Linked DNA regions of Mus musculus: region 2 is linked to region 1. A link is a contact called in public Hi-C data. All regions are on one chromosome and are shown on one strand. Each heading gives the region's core, a stretch centred on a gene start, on an enhancer-like site or on the middle of the called end of the contact. The rest is flanking DNA. Distances are from core to core; before and after follow the strand shown. Region 1 overlaps Ncam1 (neural cell adhesion molecule 1). Region 2 has its middle 180 kb from the start of Gm25633.

Region 1 (5,660 bases), core at 1,059-3,558:
GGGTAGCTGAAGAATGTGTTTCCCCTGACCTTGAGTTGAATATATAGCGAGGGCACCACCAGAGCTTGTGAGAGAGCCGGCGGGGGAGCTGTGTTCCACCCTAATGATTCATGTGAGCCAATGTGACCCCTTCACAACCAGATGTCTAACAACAAACTGTTTTTCACAATATGCCAGTGGAAATGTTTACTCTATTGCAACTTATTTTTCCGAGAGGGTAATGAATGCTATTTCTTCTAAAAGGTGTAATAAATATTTTCCTTTTGACCTCAAAAAGTAGATGGTAGGAAATACAATCAATTGTTTTTTTCCCATAAATTTAAATGGATGTATTACCCTGTTTCACAAATGACATCAGCCAGATCGCTTCTCAGGCTAATGACATTTTTCCTGCCAGACAGAGCACTTGATTTACCATCGCTGGGGAGCGCTGTGCCATCCCGTTTCCCATCCATGCCGTACGCTTGAAGTATTGTGACACTTAAAGTTTCCTATAATGAAAAATAAGAAAAATTTGACAAGGCTCATTGTTTACATGCCATGGCAGAAGATTGCTCCACAGTCATTGGGAACACTTCTCCCTGGGTCTGGTGTAATATAGCCACCGCCTTTCGACTGCCTCAGAGTTATCACCTTCTCTGCCTCATCTATGCGGGGTGCTTTGCTTGTTTGGTTTTTGTTCTGGGTTTTGGTTTATTTTTACTTTAAACAGTTCATGATTTTAAAATATATTCTTGAGAATTTCATACATGGGTCCTAAATTTTTACATCATGTCCATCCTTCTCTGCTTTCCAGCCCCTCCCCATGTCTCCCTTCCAAATTCATGATCTCTTCTTTGATGATTAAGTCATTTCTCTGTATGTGTGTGTGTGTGTGTGTGTGCGTGTGTGTATATATACATATATATACATATATATACATACATATATATATATATATATATATATATATATATACATATACATATGTGTGTGTGAATATGTAAACATTATCTGCTGGATAGTTTAGTATTTCTTGTGTGTGGATGCATGAGTGTGTGTGTGTGTGTGTGTGTGTGTGTGTTTAAGTACTTGTTGATATCATGAAAACCTCTCTGCTTGGAGGAGTGAGATTGAAACTGAGAGCTGCCATCTTGTGTGCAAGATGCCCCAACTGTTGGAAAGGGTTCAATTAGCTATACTATTTCACTAGGCTAATGTGTGTTCCAGTGGCAGCTTTACAAAAGGGGCTAAGTCTCTGGTTTCTTTGTAGGTAAGGCTAAAGGGTGGGTCTGTAAGTTACTGATGTTGGCCTGGTGCTATGAATATGGCAGGGTACAGTGGACAACTTAAGGAGACGTGGTTGGTTGTCTTACACCCTAGGAACGCATCATTGTGCATCTGGCTTTGCTGACTATGTTTCTCTCTAGAATTCTATATAACTTTCTGTTGGCTCCGATCATTACCTAAAATAGACCTGGAAGATCCTGTGGGCGCCTCTTGGGCTATTCTGATTCATGTCTGCTTGGCGGTTATACCCATGACCGGGCTCCCAGGAATGTTCTAAGTTGGATCTACAGGTTTGTCCCATTCTGTGTGGCGCCTGGTAGGGTGGGACTCCTGCTGAAATATGGAGTTTCTTCTGCTGTCCTGCTGGCGTCAGCAGCCTTGGGAGGATAACTGACTCTCCAAAGCCTCATTAGCTAAATTAAACTTAAGTCCCGATCCTTTAGTGTGAGACAGCTCTGGGGTTTGTGGTATTTTCTTTGTTTTTGTTTTTTTGTTTGTTTGTCTTTTAATCATGATGCATGTGAAGTCTCATTCATGGATTGTTTTTCCTTTGAGAGGACTTGGTCAGGATCTAGATGGTGAGCAGGAAATGTGACCAAATCAGCCACATCTGTCCTTTTCAATCTCCCTGCATTTGCTGTCCACTGCAGGATCTCCCATTGCCATGCTGAGAGGTTTAGGAAGGGCTCTGCAGTTACTTTTAAATCATACATTTTAATGCGTTGGAATTCCACCTCTCTCCTTTTGTGGTTTGAGTTTTCCTGGGGAGGAAAATAGAGGCCTTGACTGTTTCCCAACTGTGGCCTCCGGGGATGGAATGTTGCTTTTCTGGAGAATTTTTTTTCTTTGATAGCATCACAGCCTAAAGTTTAAAATGAAGTCACCACAGCTACTCCTGCTGGGCCGAAACCAACTCCAATAACTAACTGATCTTGTCTCTGGGGTGTGAGACACAAACAGAATGGGCTCAGAGCATGGCAGCTGAGAATTTCAGAGTGGTTGCCTGTGGTCACTCTGCTTTCTGCCTTGGAGATGAGCTGTGTTGTGCCAGGGATAACTCACATTAGTAACCAGGAGACGGCTGCATAGAAGACCAGGCTCCCTGCGTCAGGAGGCTCTGCTGCTTCCCAAGCCCTTGGCAGCAAAACAAGATCTAATTTGGCTTTAGCCATCTTATGCCTTCTTCCTCTTCTTCCGCCCAGTTTGGATTTAAATCCCTTACCCTCCCTTGCCCCTATGTTTAGGAACTTGGTCATCCTCTTTTGACATCACCTGAGGTTTTACATCACGTGACCTCTGGGGTGGTGGCCCTGCTCCCCCTGGTGGAAGACTTGAGCCAAAATATTCAGAGAGCATCAAGTACCCCAGGCAAGTATTGTGGCTATGCAAGTGATTCTGCACTGGGAGGTGAGAGCATGGGTTCTAGCTTCCAGTTGGAAGTCACCATTCATTCATTCATTCATTCAATGGGTTGTCCAACAATAGAGATTTCTTGACTGTTTATGTCTGGCAAATCAGCAGGAAACTATGTTGCGTTTTTACCCTTAGAGCTTCTATTTTAGAGTTGTATTTAATATGTATGGTAAATATATTTTTACTCTTTGAATGATCGTTATGCATTTATTGTGGGTGTTAGTGACTGTTCACATAGTATGTATGCACATAGTGAGGCCATCAAACAGTCTATGGAAGTCAGTTTTCTCCTCCCACCATGGGGGTCCTTGGGAGTGGACTCTGGTGAGCAGACTTGGTGGCATGCTCCTTGAGCCTCTGAACCACCTCACAAGCCTACAAATAGATAATTTTGGAAAATACAATCTATTCCAGCAGTTGCAACCTAGGGGTTGCAACCAAAGACCATCATAAATATCTGATATTTACATTGCAGTTCCTAACAGTAGCAAAATTGCAGTTAGAGTAGCAACAACAAAAAAATCATCTTATGGTTGAGGGTCACCACAACATGAGGAACCGTACAGAAAGGTCTCAGTGCTAGGAAGGCTGAGAACTGTTGCTTCTTCCTCGAGGGGCAGCTGCTCTGTAGAATCATCATCACCTTTGAACAGAAGTGGGTAGAGAGGAATTGCAGCAGCATGGCTCTCTGTTCATCTACCTTCCCTCGCAAATGTAATGCAGAGACGGTACAAATCAAAAGTCCTTTTCAGTCTGGATGGCCATCGTCAATGGCACAAAGCTACTTGGACTTAAGACCTATGTAAAGAAAGCTTTACTGAGGTGATATTTTTGGTGGAAAGCCAAAAGTTGGACCACACATTTTTGCCTCTATTTTCTTGGCAAGTGCTCAAAACATGTAGGCAGAGATGTTGATGTGTCAGCTGGGAATTCGTGGTTGAGTTCTTGGTCCCTCCAGACAGGACTTCTGGACGTTTCAGTTCTTATCAGTTGTTTTGGGCATCAAACAACATATGGGGGGGGGAGCTGTTCGTCCCCCTTCTTGTGAAGGAAGCCAGCAGTGTCAGATTCTGTAAGGAACAGGATGACTAGAAAACCAGGGCTAATGTATCCTACCATTAACTGCTAACAAAGTGAATTTCCAAATTGTTCTAGAAGGAGAGCACAAGAGCAAAGGATGCAACAATGAGGTCTCTGTTGGGTACGCGTTCTTCTTCTCTCCCCTCTGTTTGGGGAGGCTCTGAACAAGGGATATTTGCATGTGCTAGCTGAGAAACAGCTTTTGTTTAAAACAGCTAACAATGGTAGAAACCTGGCCAATCTTTGACTCAGAGATTCTGCCTAGCTAAATGGTAGGACCTCTCCTTCCCATTGCTTCTCTTTCCCTCTTTCTTTAAGTTGTGGGAAATGCCACACAGCATAAAATTTACCCTCAAATCATTCTGAAGTGTGAAGTCAGTGGGGATCTAAATTTAAGAAGGCGCATTCTACTAAGAACACAAAGGACCTCTTCACTCATAAGTTTAAACACACTAATTGTTTTCCATTATTACTTATTATTTTACAAGTAACTTAATACTTTACAAGTAAACAGGTGTATGCAGCAAAAAAAAAAAGAGAGAAAGAGAGAGAGAGGGAGAGGGAGAGGGAGAGAGAGAGAGAGAACCCACAAGGCTTCACATAACAAAGTAGGCTTCCTGAGCCAATATGTGCCCCCATATGATCATGCCCATTGCCTGTGTATGTGATAACGGTTTTGACAAGATCTGTCCAACACTAACTTGGAGCCCTTTGCAGCCCTCCACAGTGCTTAGCTGTAACATGTTATAATAAAGAATCCTTTGTTCAGTGTTTTGTGCTTTTATTGGAGAAGGGTAAGAGATGGTAGACTATTGATAGTACCATAACTTGAAGCCTCCACTCACTCTTCAGAGGGATCTTCCCAACCTTGCAAAGCTGTCTGCAGAAAGAACAGCTGAGCAGACAGGGTGGACTTTACCCTCGGGCCATCCAGTCCATTGGCACCCGTTTTCAAATGACTTCAAGACAAAGCTTCCATCTGCATCAAGTGATAGGATTCATTTTAGGCTTAACGTTGTTTAAGCTCATCGACTGGGCTGGCAAACAGCTTCTGCTTTTCCCGGTGGAGTCAGCCTGTCCAGCATCACTCTGCTCAAAGAGCAAGACCAATCAATAGAGGTATTATTTGCAAAGGTAAAGGAGAAGCTGACCCCAGACAAGGCTAGCAAAGATGCGCAGGCCAAGGTGAGGAGCGTGGTCCTTGCCATGCTGCTAGACGTGAGCTGGTACTGCACAGTGAGACTTTTCCTTAGGCTCTTCATGTGTGCTCTGTGGCTGGTTTGGAAAGGTACCACTAGGTTTGGGAGAGGGGCCAAAAAATCAGGTTAAAATCTAGCGTTACAACAGGAATCTATTTAATAGTGGTATGATTTCTTGTGCAAATATTTCTACAAAACATACCTTTTTAGGAATAGCAAAGATTATATTTCCTTTGCTTGGTGCATTGAAGTGGGCATGCCCTGTAAAAAGAAGCCCATCTCTTCTGCCTCAAGTGTGAACAGAATATGTACACATTGCACATCTTTGTCTCAGCAAATGAGCCTTAATAGTTCATGTGCCAAGAACACATTACAAAATTGGGGAAGAATTAAGTATCTTTTGCTAATGCTCTCTGAACATACTTTAAGGATTTTTTTTCCTTTTTAGTCATCTGCAAAAGCCATTTGAAAATAGCATAAACTCTTATAATTTAGAAAACTGGTGTGTTGTACTGTATATTGTATACTCATATGCAAGTGATTTTCAATATGTCATGCTCTCTCCTATGTAGAGCCATTCAAAAGAGGTTGTGGGAAACGTGGGGTATGACAATTGACACTGTTGTCTTGACTGAATGTAGAACCACCCAAGAAACAAACCTCTGGATGTGTCTGTAAGGGAAATTCTACATTGTGTTA
Region 2 (6,169 bases), core at 1,918-4,417, 340 kb before region 1:
GTTGAATCAATACTTTCCAGTAGGATGTTTTTCTTCTAAAGTCACGTCTCACATCTCCCCTTCTACTGTTTTCTTGTCTAACTCCTGTGTCCCCAAGGTATGTCACAGCTGTTTTCTCACAGTTGTTATAGCCCTCGTCACTCATGTTCTGACACATAGCTACAACAGCATTCTCAAGTTCCCACACCTTATTCACAAGAAGACATCCTCAGTTGAAGCAAGAAAAAAAGAAAAACAATATATGGCTGGGAGGTAGTGAGAAAGGGTCCCTTCACTGTGAGGTACTGCCAGGCTTTAAATAATATTTTGATCAAGTATTCAGTCAAGAATCCATAGCCTACAGTGGTGCCCCCAGCTACAAGGCAAGGAAGAACTGGAATGAGCATCCTCTCAGACGCTACAACGGGGCAGATCCAGTGGGGAAGCCAGTAGACAATTGTGATGAGAAGATGCATGCAAAAGGCAAGCTCTCACTTTGACTGTTAAGTTGGCCAGCGTGCCTCCTCTGCTAAATCTCTTTCACAGGGGGAAGACCAAAAGGCTGCTGAGAACACCGGGGTAAAAGGCCGAAGTGAGCAACCCCAACCGCCTTGTTCAATCCGAACAAAATCTCTATGTGTTTGCATAGTCAACCTTACTTTGTTGGTTGGTAGAAGTTCAGTATATTTTTGTGATAACTTTGCTCACTCGACTGCAATGTAAGAATTTTAAATGAACAGCCATGTATTTGTGGTGTGCAATTTGCTTTCTAATCCAAGCAATTCAGGCAGGGGACAGATTTATGTTAGAGTGGAGCTAGGATGGGAGGGGAAGGGAAGCTGACTCAAAGGAGGTAAAGAGAGCAGCTGTGGAGGAAGGGCTTTTGATAAGTCCTTGAATTTATCATCCAACTCAGAAGGTAGACAGTATTCTAACCCATGCCTTAGAGCTCAGAAAATACCCTCCCATTACCAATGAAGACAGCCTGTTGTCTGTCTGCCTATTTTTTCTTCCCTCATGACCTCTCTTTCTTGACAAGATGAGGCTTAATATTGCTGTGTGATGTTTTTATTTGAAAGTTCTTTATAATAAAGTTTTCATTTTAAAAATAAAAATACCTTTTGTCTTTAAGAAATAAAAATAAGGTCTCTCCCTGTAGCCCAGGCTAGCCTAGAGCTCACTATATAACACAAGCTGGCCTCAAAGTTATATCAATGCTCTCTCCTCAGCTTCCTGAGTGCTGGAATGACAGGCACGAACCACTACACTGGTCTCCAATAAAAACATTCTAAGCAAAGGGAATGTCACATAGCCTTTTCCATTTGGAACTGTCAATTATGAGGAGCCCCTGGTGTGGTGTGTCAGCTTCGCGCTGACAATCAGGAGGGAAAATGGAAGGTGCAGGAGGAGAGGGGTGTGATGGATGGATCCTTTTTGGTATGTGCAGCTATGTTATACACCCCTGATGTGAGCAGCTGCAGGCGATGATGGCAAAGCTGCACTGTCTGCTCTCATTCCTGAGTCTACATTCCGCCTTCCTGGTGGGGCCAGATCAGGGTTCGACAGACCCACAATCAGAATCAGGTAAAAGAAAAGAGCTCTTGACAGAGGACCGCCCTGATCTCTTCTTCTCCACCCACCACCCAACTAGACGTCAGAATATTCTGCATAACTGGCTACATTGCAGCTTGGTGTCTGGGTATAACTCATCCTCAGACATGAGCTTCACTGTTTCCAGCCAGCCCTGCTAGATGTCTAAGGAAAGTGTCACTTACAAATTAAAAAGGAATAAATCCCCCAGTAGATTAAGTCTAGCTCTTACTACACTCACCAAAACTGCCAAGATCCCCAGGAGAAGGAGTCACCTGTACAAACACCCTTCCCACTTTGATGACAAATACATGTGACCTGCCACCCCAGGTTTTGTGTCAAGTCCTCAGATGTTTTTTAAGCCACCATGAAGTAGGTTCAAAATGAAGGACAACTGGCAGCCTCATGGCAGTGACCAGGGTGGGAAGATCTAGATGAGCCTGCACCAGAGGCTGGATGTCCCCAGCAGGCAAAGGGATGGAGTAAGAAGAGGTTGCTGATTTCTGAACCAACATTTGTGACAAACCCTGAGTCAATAGAGTGACTGTGCCCTGAAATAGGAAGGATTTAAAACCATCCTTACTGTTATTTCAGCTTTATTACCCACCCTTGTATTTTCTGCAGAAGGCTTGATGGCTTTAGTTTATGAGAACCTATTAATGTGTGACACATTCCTGGAATCCCATTCTTAATCTCCTTATCTTCTTTACCCCTGTCTCAATTCCCCCTCTCTTCCTTAAACACACACACACACACACACACACACACACACACACACACACACACACCAAATATTCTTCCCATAACATTGGCACAATATAGGCTAATATGGGTCTCTATGAACCCATCTGCTATGCAAATGCATAGCAGACGTGTGTATTGGGGGTTCCCTAGACTTCTTTAGCTATCCACAGCATGTCACAACTAAGGAAAGCTTGGAGATGGTCTAGATGGTTAATCTTTGATAACAGAGGTGACTAAGACCCAAAGTAGTCTATGACCAATCAAAACCAGAGCAAAGACAATTCACCCACATCTTCCAGCTCCAGCAGCAAACCGCCCTCAGATGACATCCTTTGGACCCATTTCTGTGCATGCCTGAGCAAGACCACTATACCTATTGTCACAGGTTTTCTAAGCCAGGGTTCCCTCCTAGGACACGGGGAAGATGAGAATAGTGACACATCAGGTCTCCTAGCCCTGTCTGTGGTTTCATGAGGCCTCACATTCCTGAGAACTGAAATATCAAATGCTGCTATGAACCCCACAACCAGCTGGGGAAAACAAGGCTGAAACCAGGTCTTCACCCCCAGCCCTTCCTTGGTTCTGCCTGCCACTCCAGACTCCTAGCTCCTCAGTCAGCTGAGACCTTCAGCTCTGCTGAGTCTCCACTTTACCCACAGAGCACTGACCCAGAGCTATAGCTCCAGGTCACAGCAGTTGTTGAGAGACAGGGATGTATGAAGTACGTGACCAGGCAGTTCCGCAGGCACAGACACAGAGCTCCAAACCAGCTCTCCCTCCCTTCTGCTTAACATAAATGCAAGCCAGTAGAGGAAAGCCACAGCGAGGTCAGTGCATTCCTGGCTGATACAGAAAGTCTTTGTCCAAGGCTGCCAGGCCACTGCCTGCAGCTGACTCAGGCTGCCAGGCTCAGGCTGCACATTCCCTCTCTGCTGAAAAATAAGCAGGTCAGAATCTCATTCAGCCACGGAAGAGTGAGCATGGTCTAGAAGGTTGGAGACGGTCTAGATGGTTAATCTTCTATAGCGAACAAGCATGAGCCTCTCTCCAAGAAGAAACCCACGAAAGCATATAAACATAGGCATGCACACACAAACATGTATACATAGACACACAGTTATACGTACCCAGAAATGTACATACATATTCAGAGAGACATACACAAGTACAGAGACACATACACACGTGCATACACAGACATACTTTCACACACATATAGGAACATTTACACAAGCACGCAGACATACCACATAAGCACAGACACAGAGTCACAGTGATGCACAGATATATGCACAAACAGACATGCACACACAGAGATACAAAGGTGCACACACACATACAGAGGGAGGGAGGGAGGGAGGGAGGGAGGGAGGGAGGGAGGAGGGGAGGGAAAGAATGTGTTTATGTGAGAAAGAGAGAGGGAGGGGAGGAAGAGGGGGAGGGGGAGGGGGAGGGGGAGGGGGAGGGGGAGGGGGAGGGGGAGGGAGAGGGAGAGGGAGAGGGAGAGGGAGAGGGAGAGGGAGAGGGAGAGGGAGAGGGAGAGGGAGAGGGAGAGGGAGAGGGAGAGGGAGAGGGAGAGGGAGGAGCAAACACTGGAGACTAAGCGTGCCTAGAAACTGCCTAGGATTTTCAAGAATTCTGGCATCCACTACCAGGAACAGAGTCCTAGGACCTTAACATGCCCAGTTTTCCAAACTTTTCATCCCAGTAAAAGAAGAATGTCAAGGCCCACCTGGAGAAACTGCTGTAGACTAGAGTAAAACATGTTGTTAGTATCTGCATCAATAAATCACAAGGCACGCCAGTATTCTTAGTTAGTACATCTTTCCTATATTTAATCAACCTCCCTTTTTCTGTCAATGTCATTCCTATCTAGGAGGTGGTGTCCACCCCAGTTCCCAGTTCAAAAGCGGGGCACCACCTAGAATCATATGACTGACATTGGACATTTAGAGTCCTTTTCCACAAATTTAGGAATGTGGTGAGCCTGTCACACAGCTGGGATCATAGTTTAGGAACTCAGTGTTATGTGGTGTGGACTTCAGAAAAGGAAACCTGCCTGTAGCCGTCAGAGGAAATGCCATTAGAAAGAGAGACATACAGGAAGATATTGCTAGTATCTGCAGATTGCTAGTATCTGCATCAATAAATCACAATGCAACCACTGGATGGGGCCTAGTCCTATCCTTTCCTTTGACTATGAGAACACAAACCTGCAACTTTCAGTGCAGTCCCCAATTCCACTATAATGGTTTGAGTTGGCTTCTAATTATGGCAACCAATTTGCCTCCCTAGAAAATGCTGCCACTACCACAACCATGATTATATATACAGACAACGGCAGATTATGTCTTCGACATCTATATCTCCAAGCTTCGTAAGAATGTGAACTTGTATCTCTTTTGTAAAAAAAAAAAAAACATGATGATGTACTTGATTGGCACCTCAGCCACTGTCATTAGTGTGAGGAATTCTGTCACACAGCAAGGATAGAAACAGCCACCTATAGCTCCTCTCCACCTGAAGTCTGCTCTGACATGAACCCGGCTATGACAGACCACATGCTCCTTTGGAGTGCTGTCATTTGCCTTGGACAAATGATCTGTCTGAGCTTTGGGGCTGTTTAATCAGTGTGACCAGTGTGCACAGCTACATGTAAAGCACCGGCCACAAAGTTCAGTGCTGGGAGGGGGCACCTGTTAGCAGTAAGTTGTCACTCTTTGTGCCTGGTCCCCACCAAATTTCCCATAGGCATTGCCTTAATTCTTTTGATCCCTGGTATTCCCACAAAGAAGAAAAGAGCTCTAAAAAATAGAATATGGACATTTCTTTTTCTATAGCCAATATGAAACAGTCTCTAAATAAGAGGTCCAGTATAGACCTAGCAGCCTTCAGAAGCTCCAACTTGACTCCATCTAAACTATCAACAGCCACCACACATCCTCAGGCTTTGGATCGCTATGTTACTTAGTCAGCACTTTACTAAGTACTGTAGGAAGAGATACACAGAAATCACTGTTAGAAGCAATGATCCCCCCCCCCCACTCTCAAGAGCCTTATGATGAATAGTTTTACAGAGCAACACAATCAGGTCAACCATCTCCATCAAAAGAGGGTGCCAGGAAGACAGCTGGACTGATCACAAGCCAAGTTATAAGCCAAAGTTGCGGGGGGGGGGGGGGAGGAGAAAGAGCTTCAAACCATGACTAGGAAGTGAGATGAGAAAGAAGCAAGAGTTTAGAGCATGTTGCCTTCCTGTGGGTCCGGGGAGTTGCTCAAGGGTGGGTATACTTGTGCAATAAAAGTCTCAAGCCCATGAGGACACAGGCAGTAGAGGTTCTCCAGCCAGCTAAGGAGGGTTGGGGCCATTGGCACAGGAATATTCTAATGTAGGAGTCTTAACTGGCTGCACTCTGGAAACACCAGGGGAGCTGAGAAACACCCTGATGGATGTGTGGTCTTTTCCACAGAGTCCAGTCCCTTTGGTGCAGCCAGGAAATAAAGATTTCTTGCAGCTGCCATGATTCTGACTCTGGAAACCACTTCCCTACATGGTAAAGAGAATGGAGTCAGAGCAGGAAGTCAATGAGCTTTTGCTTGGTCAATGTAAAAGTCTGGGGTGTAAGGCCAATGGTGAAGGATATCCTAAGTGATTCATCCATGCTTCCCTAGTGTCTGAGTCCAACCTTAGGATGATCTACGCTTAGGCATCTTTCCAGTGCCTTTTTCTTTTCTGTTGCCTTGTTGCCAGCCACCTTTTGCCCCCAATACCCACGCATTCAATACCAGAAGGAAACGGTAGTGCCTTGGCCTGAAAGAGCATCTATTGTGAGAAAGGGGATGTCAGGCTTTGCTG

Evidence for each region. Hi-C and Micro-C count contacts between places; a contact is called where the count stands out from the background.
Region 2: a Hi-C map of muscle stem cells shows a contact between it and region 1, with 1.5 times the contacts expected there. The contact joins two enhancer-like sites. A contact is called at or near these places in 2 of 484 Hi-C or Micro-C datasets (both in muscle stem cells), 2 of 115 datasets of contacts at active chromatin or transcription factors (both in embryonic stem cells) and 1 of 9 other capture datasets (embryonic stem cells).

The regions. Positions count from the first base shown.
Region 1 is chr9:49,659,954-49,665,613 of GRCm38.p6, reverse strand. The region is part of intron 1 of Ncam1 (neural cell adhesion molecule 1); the gene reads left to right. Among named protein-coding and RNA genes, the nearest start is that of Ncam1, 140 kb to the left of the region's middle. Within about 2 kb of position 2,308, at least 21 of the 459 cell types and tissues checked have an H3K27ac peak or open chromatin away from gene starts, as enhancers often do. A contact at or near this core is called in muscle stem cells, where this site is marked.
Region 2 is chr9:50,002,964-50,009,132 of GRCm38.p6, reverse strand. No RefSeq gene overlaps it. Among named protein-coding and RNA genes, the nearest start is that of Gm25633, 180 kb to the right of the region's middle. Within about 2 kb of position 3,167, at least 71 of the 459 cell types and tissues checked have an H3K27ac peak or open chromatin away from gene starts, as enhancers often do. A contact at or near this core is called in muscle stem cells, where this site is marked.